2 separate regions of the Sus scrofa genome follow, and region 1 is linked to region 2. Evidence: chromatin contacts called from public Hi-C data. All regions are on one chromosome and are shown on one strand. Each heading gives the region's core, a stretch centred on a gene start, on an enhancer-like site or on the middle of the called end of the contact. The rest is flanking DNA. Distances are from core to core; before and after follow the strand shown. Region 1 overlaps LARP4 (la-related protein 4). Region 2 holds the start of SMARCD1 (SWI/SNF related, matrix associated, actin dependent regulator of chromatin, subfamily d, member 1).

What was found. Hi-C and Micro-C count contacts between places; a contact is called where the count stands out from the background.
Region 1: a contact with region 2 is called in a Hi-C map of retroperitoneal adipose tissue, with 3 times the contacts expected there. The contact joins the enhancer-like site here to the promoter of SMARCD1 in region 2. A contact is called at or near these places in 3 of 5 promoter capture datasets (fetal liver, fetal skeletal muscle and liver), 19 of 47 Hi-C or Micro-C datasets (adipose tissue, alveolar macrophages, embryonic fibroblasts and 11 more) and 2 of 2 datasets of contacts at active chromatin or transcription factors (alveolar macrophages and skeletal muscle).

The regions. Positions count from the first base shown.
Region 1 is chr5:16,204,269-16,209,576 of Sscrofa11.1, reverse strand. The region is part of intron 1 of LARP4 (la-related protein 4); the gene reads right to left. Among named protein-coding and RNA genes, the nearest start is that of LARP4, 30 kb to the right of the region's middle. Within about 2 kb of position 3,761, at least 6 of the 83 cell types and tissues checked have an H3K27ac peak or open chromatin away from gene starts, as enhancers often do. A contact at or near this core is called in adipose tissue, retroperitoneal adipose tissue and subcutaneous adipose tissue, where this site is marked.
Region 2 is chr5:15,990,892-15,996,929 of Sscrofa11.1, reverse strand. It overlaps SMARCD1 (SWI/SNF related, matrix associated, actin dependent regulator of chromatin, subfamily d, member 1), which reads right to left and starts at 4,152. Exons shown (of 13, transcript NM_001244613.1): 1 at 3,947-4,152; 2 at 3,107-3,294; 3 at 2,816-2,858; 4 at 2,597-2,719; 5 at 1,994-2,116; 6 at 794-910. The coding sequence starts at 4,123. It overlaps ASIC1 (acid-sensing ion channel 1), which reads right to left. Exons shown (of 12, transcript XM_021091640.1): 12 at 5,639-6,038.

The sequences.
Region 1 (5,308 bases), core at 2,512-5,011, 210 kb before region 2:
GGTTGCGGGTTCAATCCCTGGCTTTGCTCAGTGGGTTAAGGATCTGGTGTTGCTGTGAGCTGTGGTGTAGGTTGCAGACGTGGTTCGGATCCGGAGTTGCTGTGGCTCTTGTGTAGGCTGGCGGCTACGGCTCCGATTCGGCTCCTAGCCTGGGAACCTCCATATGCTGCCGGAGCGGTCCAAGAAATGGCAAAAAGATTAAAAAAAAAAAAAAAGCAGAACAAAGAGCTTAAAAGGATCAAAGAGAAAATCTAGAAATCAGACAAACATCCAACATACATATTTCTGAATGCCTTGTTGAAGAAAATCAACATAATGGAATAGAATTAATATTTATAACTATGATTTAATAACACTTTTATTGGGGGAGGAGTGTGGAGGGGAGAAGACCTGAATCTACCCATTGAAAAGGCACACCATTCACCAAGTTAAATAGACCTAAATCGGTCAATCTTAGATTTATCCCAAGAAATTAAAATACTTTAATACAAGGGGAAAAAAAATGACCTGTGCTTCTCGCAGGAAGACCAAGTCATTTTCTACGGACAGAAAACCAATTTGGCATCGGAGTTCTCAGCAATATTCAAAGCCATAGAATAGTAACACAACATCTACAATATAATCAAGGCAAAAAAGGTGGACAAGGATTTTTTCATCTTTCTGTCTTTTTAGGGCTGCACCCATGGCATATGGAGGCTCCCAGGCTAGGGGTCAAATCAGAGCTGTAGTTGCTGGCCCCTGCCAGAGCCACAGCAATGTGGGATCCAAGCACCGTCTGCAACCTACACCACAACTCACGGCAATGCTGGATCCTTAACCCACTGAGTGAGGCCAGGGATGGAACCTAAGTCCTCATGGATGCTAGTCAGGTTTGTTACCTGCTGAGCCACAACGGGAACTCCTGGACCAAGGATTTTAAATGCAGACAAACTGTCCCATAAATAGCAAGGCTATAGAAAAAAGTTTTCAGGGAGTTCCCGTCGTGGCGCAGTGTTTAACGAATCCCACTAGGAACCATGATGTTGCGGGTATGATCCCTGGCCTTGCTCAGTGGGTGAAGGATCTGGCGTTGCCGTGAGCTGTGTTGTGGGTCGCAGACACGGCTTGGATCTGGCATTGCTGTGGCTCTGGCGTAGGCTGGTGGCTACAGCTCTGATTAGACCCCTAGCCTGGGAACCTCCATATGCCACGGGAGTGGCCCTAGAAAAGGCAAAAAGACAAAGAAAAAAAAAAAAAAAAAAAAAGAAAAAAGTTTTCAGTGTGATCAACATCTGGGATAATTATGCTCATGAGTCTTTTCTGAGGACAAACTACAAGCAACTAAGAAAGGACTTAGAAAACTTCAGCAAAGATACTAGTGGTGTGCACAGAATATATTTACTTATATATGACTAAAACAAAAGTGGGAATAAGAATAGTAAATAAGGAGTTCCCATCGTGGCGCAGTGGTTAACGAATCCGACTAGGAACCATGAGGTTGCGGGTTCGGTCCCTGCGCTTGCTCAGTGGGTTAACGATCCGGCGTTGCCGTGAGCTGTGGTGTAGGTTGCAGACGCGGCTCGGATCCCACATTGCTGTGGCTCTGGCGTAGGCTGGAGACTACAGCTCCGATTCAACCCCTGGCCTGGGAACCTCCATATGCCGCAGGAGCGGCCCAAGAAATAGCAACAACAACAACAACAAAACAAGACAAAAACGACAAAAGACAAAAAACAAAAAAACAAAAAAACAAAAAAAAAAACCGTGAGGGAGAGAAAGAAAAAAGTAGAATAATCTCACTGATTGTCTAACAGGTTAAATGTGGGAGTTAAAGAATGTCATTTAAAGTCAACAGTTGGGGAGTTCCCATTGTGGCTCAGCGGGTTAAATACCCAACAAGGATCCATGAGGATGTAGGTTCAGGGTTCAATCCTTGGCCCTGCTCAGTGGGTTAAGGATCAGGCATTGCTGTGAGCTGTGGTATAGGTCACAGACATGGCTCGGATCCTGCTTGCTGTGGCTGTGGTGTAGGCCAGCAACTGCTGCTCCGATTTGACCCCTAGCCTGGGAAATTCCATATGCCACAGGTGTGGCCCTAAAAAGCAAAAATAAATAAATTAATTAAATAAATAAAGTGAACAGCTGGCAGTTCCTGCTGCAGCCCAGTGGGTTAAGACTATGATTTCCATATGCTTCAGGTGCAGACATAAAAAGAAATAAACAAAAATAAACAATGAATATTATAAACCAAAACTTAATTGGTTTGATGACAAGAATAATATTAAGGAAAATAATGCTGGAGTTCCCATCGTGGTGCAGTGGAAACGAATCTGACTAGGAACATGAGGTTGCGGTTTCGATCCCTGGCCTTGCTCAGTAGGTTAAGGATCTAGAGTTGCCGTGAGCTGTGGTGTAGGTCATGGATGAGGCTCAGATCTGGTGTTGCTGTGGCTGTGGTGTAGGCCAGCGGCTACAGCTCTGATTAGACCCCTAGCCTGGGAACCTCCATATGCTGCAGGTGTGCCCCTCAAAAGACAGACAAAAAAAAGAAAAAGAATGCTAGGATTCCCGTCGTGGCTCAGTGGTTAACGAATCCGACTAGGAACATGAGGTTGTGGGGTCGATCCCTAGCCCTGCTCACTGGGTTAAGGATCCGGCGTAGCCGTGAGCTGTGGTGTAGGTCGCAGATGTGGCTCGGATCCCATGTTGCTGTGGCTCTGGTGTTGGTTGGCGGCTACAGCTCCGATCTCCAATTAGACCCCTAGCCTGGGAACCTTCATATGCCACAGGACTGGCCCTAGAAAAGGCAAAAAGACGAAAAAAAAAAAAAAGAAAAAGAAAAAAGAAAGAAAGAAAAATAATGCTATTAACCAAAATTGGATGGTGCACGGCACAGAGATGAGAGAAGAAGGTGGTTTCAAGTTCGTTCATTACTGCTCCAGGCAGGAAACTAATAGTCAATTCATAAAGAAAAAGAGGACCAAGGTATTATATGACTACTGGTATAAAGGGAATCATTAGAGCAAAAAATAAAAATTTTCCTAAATATCAAGGGAAATACACACAAATAAAAAAAGAGCAAGGAAACAACACTGTTTTCTGGAAGACCATGGATTATTTTGCATTTATAAAGATGGAATAATTGACATCAGAAATAGCAGTTGTGTGTATGTGTATAGGTGAGAAAGAAAGAGACTTAAGTCACTTAAAAGAAAAGATTTTCCGATTGACTCACAAAATAGAACCTAATTCTGGGCTCTCTATAAAAGAGCCTAAAAGAAAAACAGAAAGGTACTGGTAAATGCAAATTCTAAAAAGCAAGGATTATACTCAATATCAGACATGGTAACATTCAAGCAAAAAAGCATTAAGTGAGACAAAGACGGGCATTTCATGGTGCTAAAAGCTACAATTCACTATGAAGATATAATAGTAATGAATAACTATACAATAAATAATAGAGCAACAACTCTTGTAAAGCAGTAACTATATGGCAAGTTTGGAGAAATAGAAAAATGCTAACAATGATGTTAATGCCTATCTCTCAGTCTAAGATAGTCCAAAGAAATATTAACAAAAAAGTAAGAATTTAGGAGAACTAAAAACATTGGTGGTCGGCTTATCTATGGCATAAAAAGGTTTTCAAATCTTTTACTACAAAATATTACATGCTGGTATGTCAGTTATAACAAATTACCTCCAGAATTTAGTGGCTGAAAACACATATTATCTCACAGTTTCTGTGGGTCAGGAGTTCAGACGTTGTTTAGCTATCTGATTCTGGCTCCAAGTCCCTCATGAGGTAGCAGTCAAGATGTTGGCAGGGGCTACAGTCATCTGAAGGCCTGACTAGGACTGAAGGAACTGTTTTCGAATCGGCTTAACTCACATAGTTGTTGGCCGAGGCCATAGGGATCTCTCCTTAGAGCCTCTCGAATATCCTTATGACATGGTAGTTGGTTTCTCCCTGAACCAATGATCCAAGAGAGACAGAAAGGATGAAGCCATAATGCCATTTTATGACCTAGTCTCAAAAGTGCCACACTGTCATTTCTGCCACATTCTATTCATTAGAAACAAGTGCCCAAGTACTATCCATGTTCAAGGGGAGAGGCCCAACCTTTTGAAAGGAGGAATATCAAAGAACTTACGAGTTATGTTTTCAAACCACCACAGATGGTGTACCAAAAGAAAAATTTGGATTGTTTTTCTACCAAAATAAAAATTGATTTTTGAATATATAATGTGCTATCAGTGCCTAGATAACAGAAGTGTCTTTTTTTTTTTTGCTTTTTAGGGCCACACCTGCGGCATATGGAGGTTCCCAGGCTAGGGGTTGAATTGGAGCTGTAGCTGCCAGCCTATGCCACAGCCACAGCAATGCAGGATACGAGCCACATCTATGACCTACACCACAGCTCATGGCAACATCGGATCCTTAACCCAGTGAGCGAGGCCAGGGATCGAATCTGCAACCTCATGGTTCCCAGATGGATTCGTTTCCACTGCGCCACAATGGGAACTCCCAGAAGTGTCTTAAATCATAAAAATATGCTACACAAGAGCCGGTTAATTTTTGAGTTTTATGTTCACGTAGTCATTCAATTGGCACAGGAAAGAAAAAAAAAGGAAAATTAAAAGGTTACCAGCAAGAAAAACACAGAAACTATGTTTGGTCAGTGTGACTCATTAATGGGAATGCTCCAACATTATTTGACTTATCTGGAAGACAAAGACCTTTTAAGGATAGTGCAATTTAAGATTTTGGAGTTGGTCCTGCTTGAGTTTAAAGGGCAAGAGCCTTAAGCAGGGGACAAAATGAGAGGATAAGTACAAACTCTTTCTTGTATGTAAGTGGTGATTATCTCCAACTAGGATAAAAGCTACTCATGAAGGACCGTATCTTTTCTTCCTTTCTTTTCTTTCTAGCTTACCTGTTCAACAAATGAACTACCTAACAGAAATCAAGATAAAGAAATATGGTCAGTGTTAAAGTACTAATTTATAATTACAAGAGTGCTGAAACTAAAGCCCTAGCTTCTAATTCTGCTAGGTAAATGAGCTAATTGAAGTTCATGGTTCTAATTCATTTTCTATTTTAAAATTCTGATTTACCAAAGATCTTATCAATGTCTAATACTTAAAAAAACACAATCAGTCAAGAAACCCTAGAATTCAGCTATCATGAACTTCCATCACCTTTTAATGATTGGAATAAATAGTTTGCTTTCCAGATGAGGTCAAGTCTCATAAGACAATAGCCTGGATGAGATTGCTGACCTTTTCTCACTCCTTGGGGAAGCATCATTGCATATTTATTCCAACATGC
Region 2 (6,038 bases), core at 2,903-5,402:
CGGCCGTGTTGGATTCTACAGTCCACATTCTTAGCCACTATGTTCTACTGCTATGAAGTTAAGTTAAATACAGTTACACATGTCTATCGATTCTGTGACTTACTTCCCTTATAAGATGGTAAAGACCTTCCCAAGTCTCTTAGTGGCTGAGGTTAAGGGGCTGCGGCTACACTGGCAAAGAAAGGAGCAGGTTAAGTTCACTTGGAGCACCGGACCGTCATTCTGGTTTCCACTGTATCCCAAAGAACACAGCTGCTGACACGTCTCAGGTATGCTACGTAATCAGGCATTATAATAAAAGCTTTCTGATGATTTGGAATGTGAATCTAAACAAAGCAGGGACCAAAAGTGAGTCCCAGATTCGTGCAAGTAGCCTTGGCAAGGACTAGAACCCTATTAGTTAACCCCCTTTAACACAGTACTTGTTACCAGGAAAAAAGCAGAATGGTGTGTGGATAACTACATCTCACCATTATTAATAAACAAGATGAAGAGATGATCTGGCATGTACAAGAGGCCTCCATCAGAATTTCCCTTGAAAGTGGGGCAGCAACTAGGATAGTCAAATTAAAAAGGTGGGACAAGTCAGACTACAAGAGCTCTTGGGTCCAAATGGCACCAGAACTAAACAGCTAGTGCCACCTGGAGGCCAATGTGCAAACTGCGACAGAGGTACCGTACACCTGGCGTGCCCTTTTCTCATACCTCCCCCTCTCCTTAGACATTAACGTTTGGCTCCCAAGTCCATCATCCTCCAGTCATAAGTCAAAGCCTAGAGGAGAGAACTACTCACTTCTACCAGATGGTTGTCTGGCCCATACAGGTCTTTGTCCAGTTCGATCACCAAGGACTTAAAAAAAGAAGAGAACTTCCTCTTTTGCTTGGTGGCATCATATTTGGACAAGGCTGACTAGAGGAGAGAGAGAGAAGAGGTCACATTACAAGAGACCAGAAAAAATTCCTTAAAACAAAGTACCATAAAAAAAGGAACCCAAACAGCAACAGGAAGAGACCCAAAAATGTCTTCTGAATATCTCTTAGGAGGTGGCAAGGTAGGTGTCTGTGGATATTAAACAAGTCACGGTAGCAAGAGAACCCCAAAGCAGCAGCCTATAACACACATAGGGTCACTGACTTACCCACCTCATTTCCCCAAAGGAAAGGAGGTAAGTTAGGCCAAACCTCTGCACACAATAAAGCGAGTCTGAACAGGGAAAGGTCTGACTCTAGAGGGGAAATGAATCACAGGTAATAAGCAGCCAGAACAAAAACTGCTTTATTTGGATGACATGATAACACTGGCAGATGGACCGGACCTATATAGAAAAGAAGGAGGCTCTGACACGAGCCCTGGTTCTCCTGAAAAATGCATTCATACTGGCTTGCCTGTGAACAGCTAAAAATAGAGAGCAAGAGAATATAAGGGAATGGCAGGTGAGCTTCCCCAAGGAGCTTCTGGGGTGTGAAGTCTGGGGGCTATCACCTGTCAGCTGATGTTCCCCATGAGGCAGCAAAGAGCCTGTCCGAGAGACCTCGCCCATGGAAACTGTGAAATGTCTCCAGTGGAAACTGGGAAGACGGCAATACTGCAGCGGGAATCAAGGACCTCAAGGACTCTGGGAGGAAAGCAGGGCCTCAAATGCTAAGTGCAAACTCACTTGGTTTAAAAAACAAAAACAAAACCAGAACAACCCTAACTGGAAAATCTGCAGATACTGCCAAATCCAAGGGCTAGCAGCATCAGGAGGGAGACAAACAACAAATCAAATCCCAGGGCAATACGGTTCTCCATACGATACCACAGAGAGAGCCAGGCTGTGGGAGCCAGACACAAAGAACCATTGTCTTTTAGCGCAGGGAACACAGTGACCCTCTCCCTGCTGTTCCCAACAGGAGCTGTGAGCACCAGTCAGGCTTCCTGCCAACCAGACAATACTGCTTGTTCCCAGCAGCTCCCACCCTAGATGCTGACCACAGTGGACCTTGAACTCACATCCTCCAGGAGGCGTCCTTCTACCCGAAGCTCCCAGGAAGCCACCGTCCCTTCCCCATCCTCGGCATCTGACTTAGCCGGATTGAAAGTGTTAGAAATGAAAATTCGCAGCTTCCGTTTTTGCTGAGGAAGGCAGAAACAGGATTGACAGTGGGGCTTCAGTGGTTTCACGCTGAAGACCAGGGTCTCCCCAAACCCCAAAACGTCTCCTAACAGACTGGCTTACTATTTACCCAGGCCCTGGGGTGGGTGGACGGAGATTCCACCTAGAAGAGCACAGGCCACTGGCCCAAATGCAAGTGCATGCACTGGGGTGCCAGGTAGACAAAGTCATGCGAGGTGCCAGGTTCCCAAGGTGACAGAGCAGTTATAGCAAAAACACCAACAGAGTATATTTCTGGTGCAAGAACTACCAAAAGCCCCTCCCCCTGAGCTGTTCTGTTCTTATGCTTCTAATGTAATTCTCGGTTTGTAGGCGGAAGGGAGAGATGTAATTTAAATGCCAAGGAGAGCGGCGCTATGCCTTTGATTTCTCATCCTTAGCCTGCTGAAGGTTCCCGAGTCCTCTCCTTTGGCTCTCTGCCTAGCACTCTCCTGCGTTACCTTGATGGGACGCTTCAAGGCCTCCTGGATATCTAGCCGTTTCCTCATGATAGTCTGGTCCAGTTTCCTTTCAAAAGCCAAGAGATCCATATAGGCCTGGGATTCTGGTACCAGTTCACGAATCTGAGGAACAGAAAGGTATCATTGGGATCTAGAGCTGGCCATCTCTCTTCTCCAACTCAACACACCCTCAAGAAGACCTATACAGCCTGGACTCACCCTTTGAGGTAGAATTTTGTCAGCCATCTTCTTTTTCTTTGCACTGTTTGGAATAAATACTGTTATCAGGTTGGGATGGAACTAGCCAGAACATGAAGACAGGCTGTCAGCACCTCCATTTATAGTCAAGAGAAAGAACCGCAAAGCTTCTCTCAAATCAAAGACACCCCCCACCCCCACCAAACACGAAACAGTCTCCACTGTCTGCTGACACAGCGTCGTCACTTCTTGCTTGAGGTACTCCCACCACCTGTGTCCGCCCTCCCGCTCTCCACCCTGGGGTCATCTTACTTGTGGTTCCGATTTTGGACCGCCTGTTGCTGGACCTGCTGGATCTGCTGAGGTGCAGGTCTCTTGCGGGACTGGTCCATCCCTGACTGGGCCAGGCCAGGTCGGACTGAAGGGTTCCCCCCATAGCCAGGGGGTCCCATGGAAGGTCCCTGAGGTGTCATTCGGCTGCCTGGTAGCATACCTGGTCTCTACAGAGGGGAGAGGACCCAGAGATGTCATGGCTTCCCTTGCAAACCCCACCAGGAAAGGGAAAGTGGGGGAAGCCTGAGTTCTCTGAATCGAACCAGGCTGGGGGCATGGGGGGTGGGAGAAGACCCCTCTACCTCTTTGAAATATAGATCACTGGAGCTTCCTCTGCTCCACTTGTGATCCCACAGGGGACTCCAGCCCAAAGCTAAGAGAGCAGATTATACTCAAATTCTCCCCAGTCTAGTTTGTATCTGCCATTGGACATCTCCTCTGCTCCCAGTACTCAGACAGCACAGCCAGCTACCATCTCCTCAAAAGCTGACCTCAATTTGCCAGGTACACCTTCTGTGCTCCTCTGGGCACTGGAGCTGCCTAAGCCTTTTTGCACTCCAACTCTCACAAGCCCACCCTTGGCCCCGCTTCGTTCACCCTGGTTCTACACCCCGACTCCCCAAGGAAACAATGCCCCTACGAGCTGGTGGGGATGCTAACCGCCTCCCCTCCCTTCCGCGCACTGCCTCCCCCGACCCTCCCTCGCGAACCGAATCCCTCCCAGGGGAGTCCCTCCTACTCCTCCCCCCACCCCGTCACTCCCAGGCCCCCGCTCGGCCCCGCCCCCGGCCCGCGCGCCCCTCCTCCTGCCCCACTCACCGGATAGGCCGCTCCGGGCATCGGGGAGCGGTACAGCCCTTGACCCGGCGCCGGGCCCATTCGCACCGGAGGCCCCGGAGTCCCGCCCGGGCCCAGGGCAGCCGCCGCGCCCGCCCCGCCTGAAGCTCCGGCGCCGCCACTCGGAGCCACAGACTGGAAACCCGCCCGGGCCGCCATCTTTCCCGGAGCCGCTGCTGCAGCTGCACAAAGAACCGGAACCGGAACTCCCCCCGCCCCCGCGCGCCCCCAGCGCGCCCGCCTGTCCGCCCGGCCGGCCCGCCGGCACGGGAGGCCCAGGGCAGCGAGACTGTGGGCTAGAGGGGGGCGACGAGCGGAAAAAGCGTGCTGACCACTCCCTCCAGCCTTCGCGGTCCGGCAGGGAACACCATCGAGAAGAGCTCTGGGATAGAGAGGCCCGTGAGCGGGCGCCCCCAGGCCGGCGGGAGGAAGACAAGGACCTGGAAAGGGGGACCACAGCACCGTCCCAAAGCTCTGATGAAGAGGGTGATGGAGTAACTGCTTCATCTGGGCGCAGGGCGTTTTAACTTTCCAAAGCGCGTGTTTCTTTTCCTTCTCCTCCGGCTCTAAGCCCAGGAGCCGAAGAGGAGGACGCACCTTTCCATTTTGCAAACAGGAGAGGTGAACTCGAGAGGAAATGACTCGGTGTAGTCAACCAGCAAGTTAACGCGAAAGCCAAGGCTTAGAATCCAGGTCTGGCTCATAGCCCAGGGCTCATGCCACAGATAAAGTGCCTCAATAACTACCTAATGCTAGAACTTCAACCCAGCCTTTCCCCTGACCTTTAACCTAACCTGCTTCCAGATTTTAAGTATATTTTGAAGTTTGACCCCACGCCGTCTCCAAAGCCTCCTTTGTACTAGGATTTCTCTTTGGGATCTTTGTTAACCTTTGATCTCTTCCTCTTTCCCTGCCCAGTGGTTCAAACCATTTCTGGTGTGATGGTCAGCTTGTCCCATCCCAGGACCAGCGTATCCCTGCTCTGGCTCCCTTACTCCTCCCCTGATTGGCCCCAATCCAAGGTCAGCTCTTAGTAGGAAGTCCTACATACTATTCAAATAAGAGAAGAACGACACTGAAGAGGAGATGGTTGAAACCCAGTTTATTAGACCAGAGACATGCGTCACCCATAGCCCTGCCTGCTGTTCCCCATCTGGTGCACACCCTTTGGCCTTGCTCCTGCTTCCCTCTGGAGAGGTCTGATCTCCTAGGAGTTCCCAGGAACCCAGAGTTCCCAAAGATCCTACAGCCTCACCCTGCAGCTCCAGGTCAATGCACAGGTGACCTGCCACAGGTCTTGTTCTGGGGGTGGAGACTGAGAGACAGCTGGGCAGAGAAGGCCTGGGAAGAGGCAGCGCTCTGGCCTGAGGGGAGCGCCTGGTGGAGGAGGCACGGCAGGTCCTTGGCCTCACAGGTTTCTCATTAAAGTAGGAAGGGAGGGACAGAACGGCAGAGTTTTAACTTCCCCTCTAGGCCTGTCTCTTTCCTCCCGCTACCAAACCATACCTTACCAGAAAATATAAGTGGTGGGCTTGGGTATTAGGTGAGCAAAGGGGCCTGGGCAGCCAGGAGGGAAAGGCCACTGACTAAAGACCTCAGCTGCCACCTGTCAGCACCCTGCTGCTTCAGCTGCAGGGGTCCCCAACCCTCAGCTCCCTCTGTCTTTGCCACCCCTTGACGTATTGTGCGGAAGAGATCTCCATCCCATGGGAGGGGGCTCTCTCAGTAGCAACCCCCTTCCCTGGAGAGGTCACAGTCAGCCAGGCAAAGGACACTGGGGTGGGTGGAGCAAGGGAGGGAATGTTAAGGCTGCAGGGAGGGCAGAGGGTGCCCAGGTTAGGGGGAGAGGGTGAGGCCAGAAAGAGGCAGAGCTTGTAATTCACAGCTTCCTTTATGTCACCACCGAGACAGTGCGAAGGTTACAATGCGCGTGTCGTCTCCTTGTGCTTCTTAGAGGGATGTGTGTACACAGTACAGACACCAGGGGAGAGTCCAACTCTTTATACAGGCGAAGGCATTCAGAGACCAGGGACGGGGTGGAAACACAGAAAGGGGAGCCTGGCGTGGGAGGGTG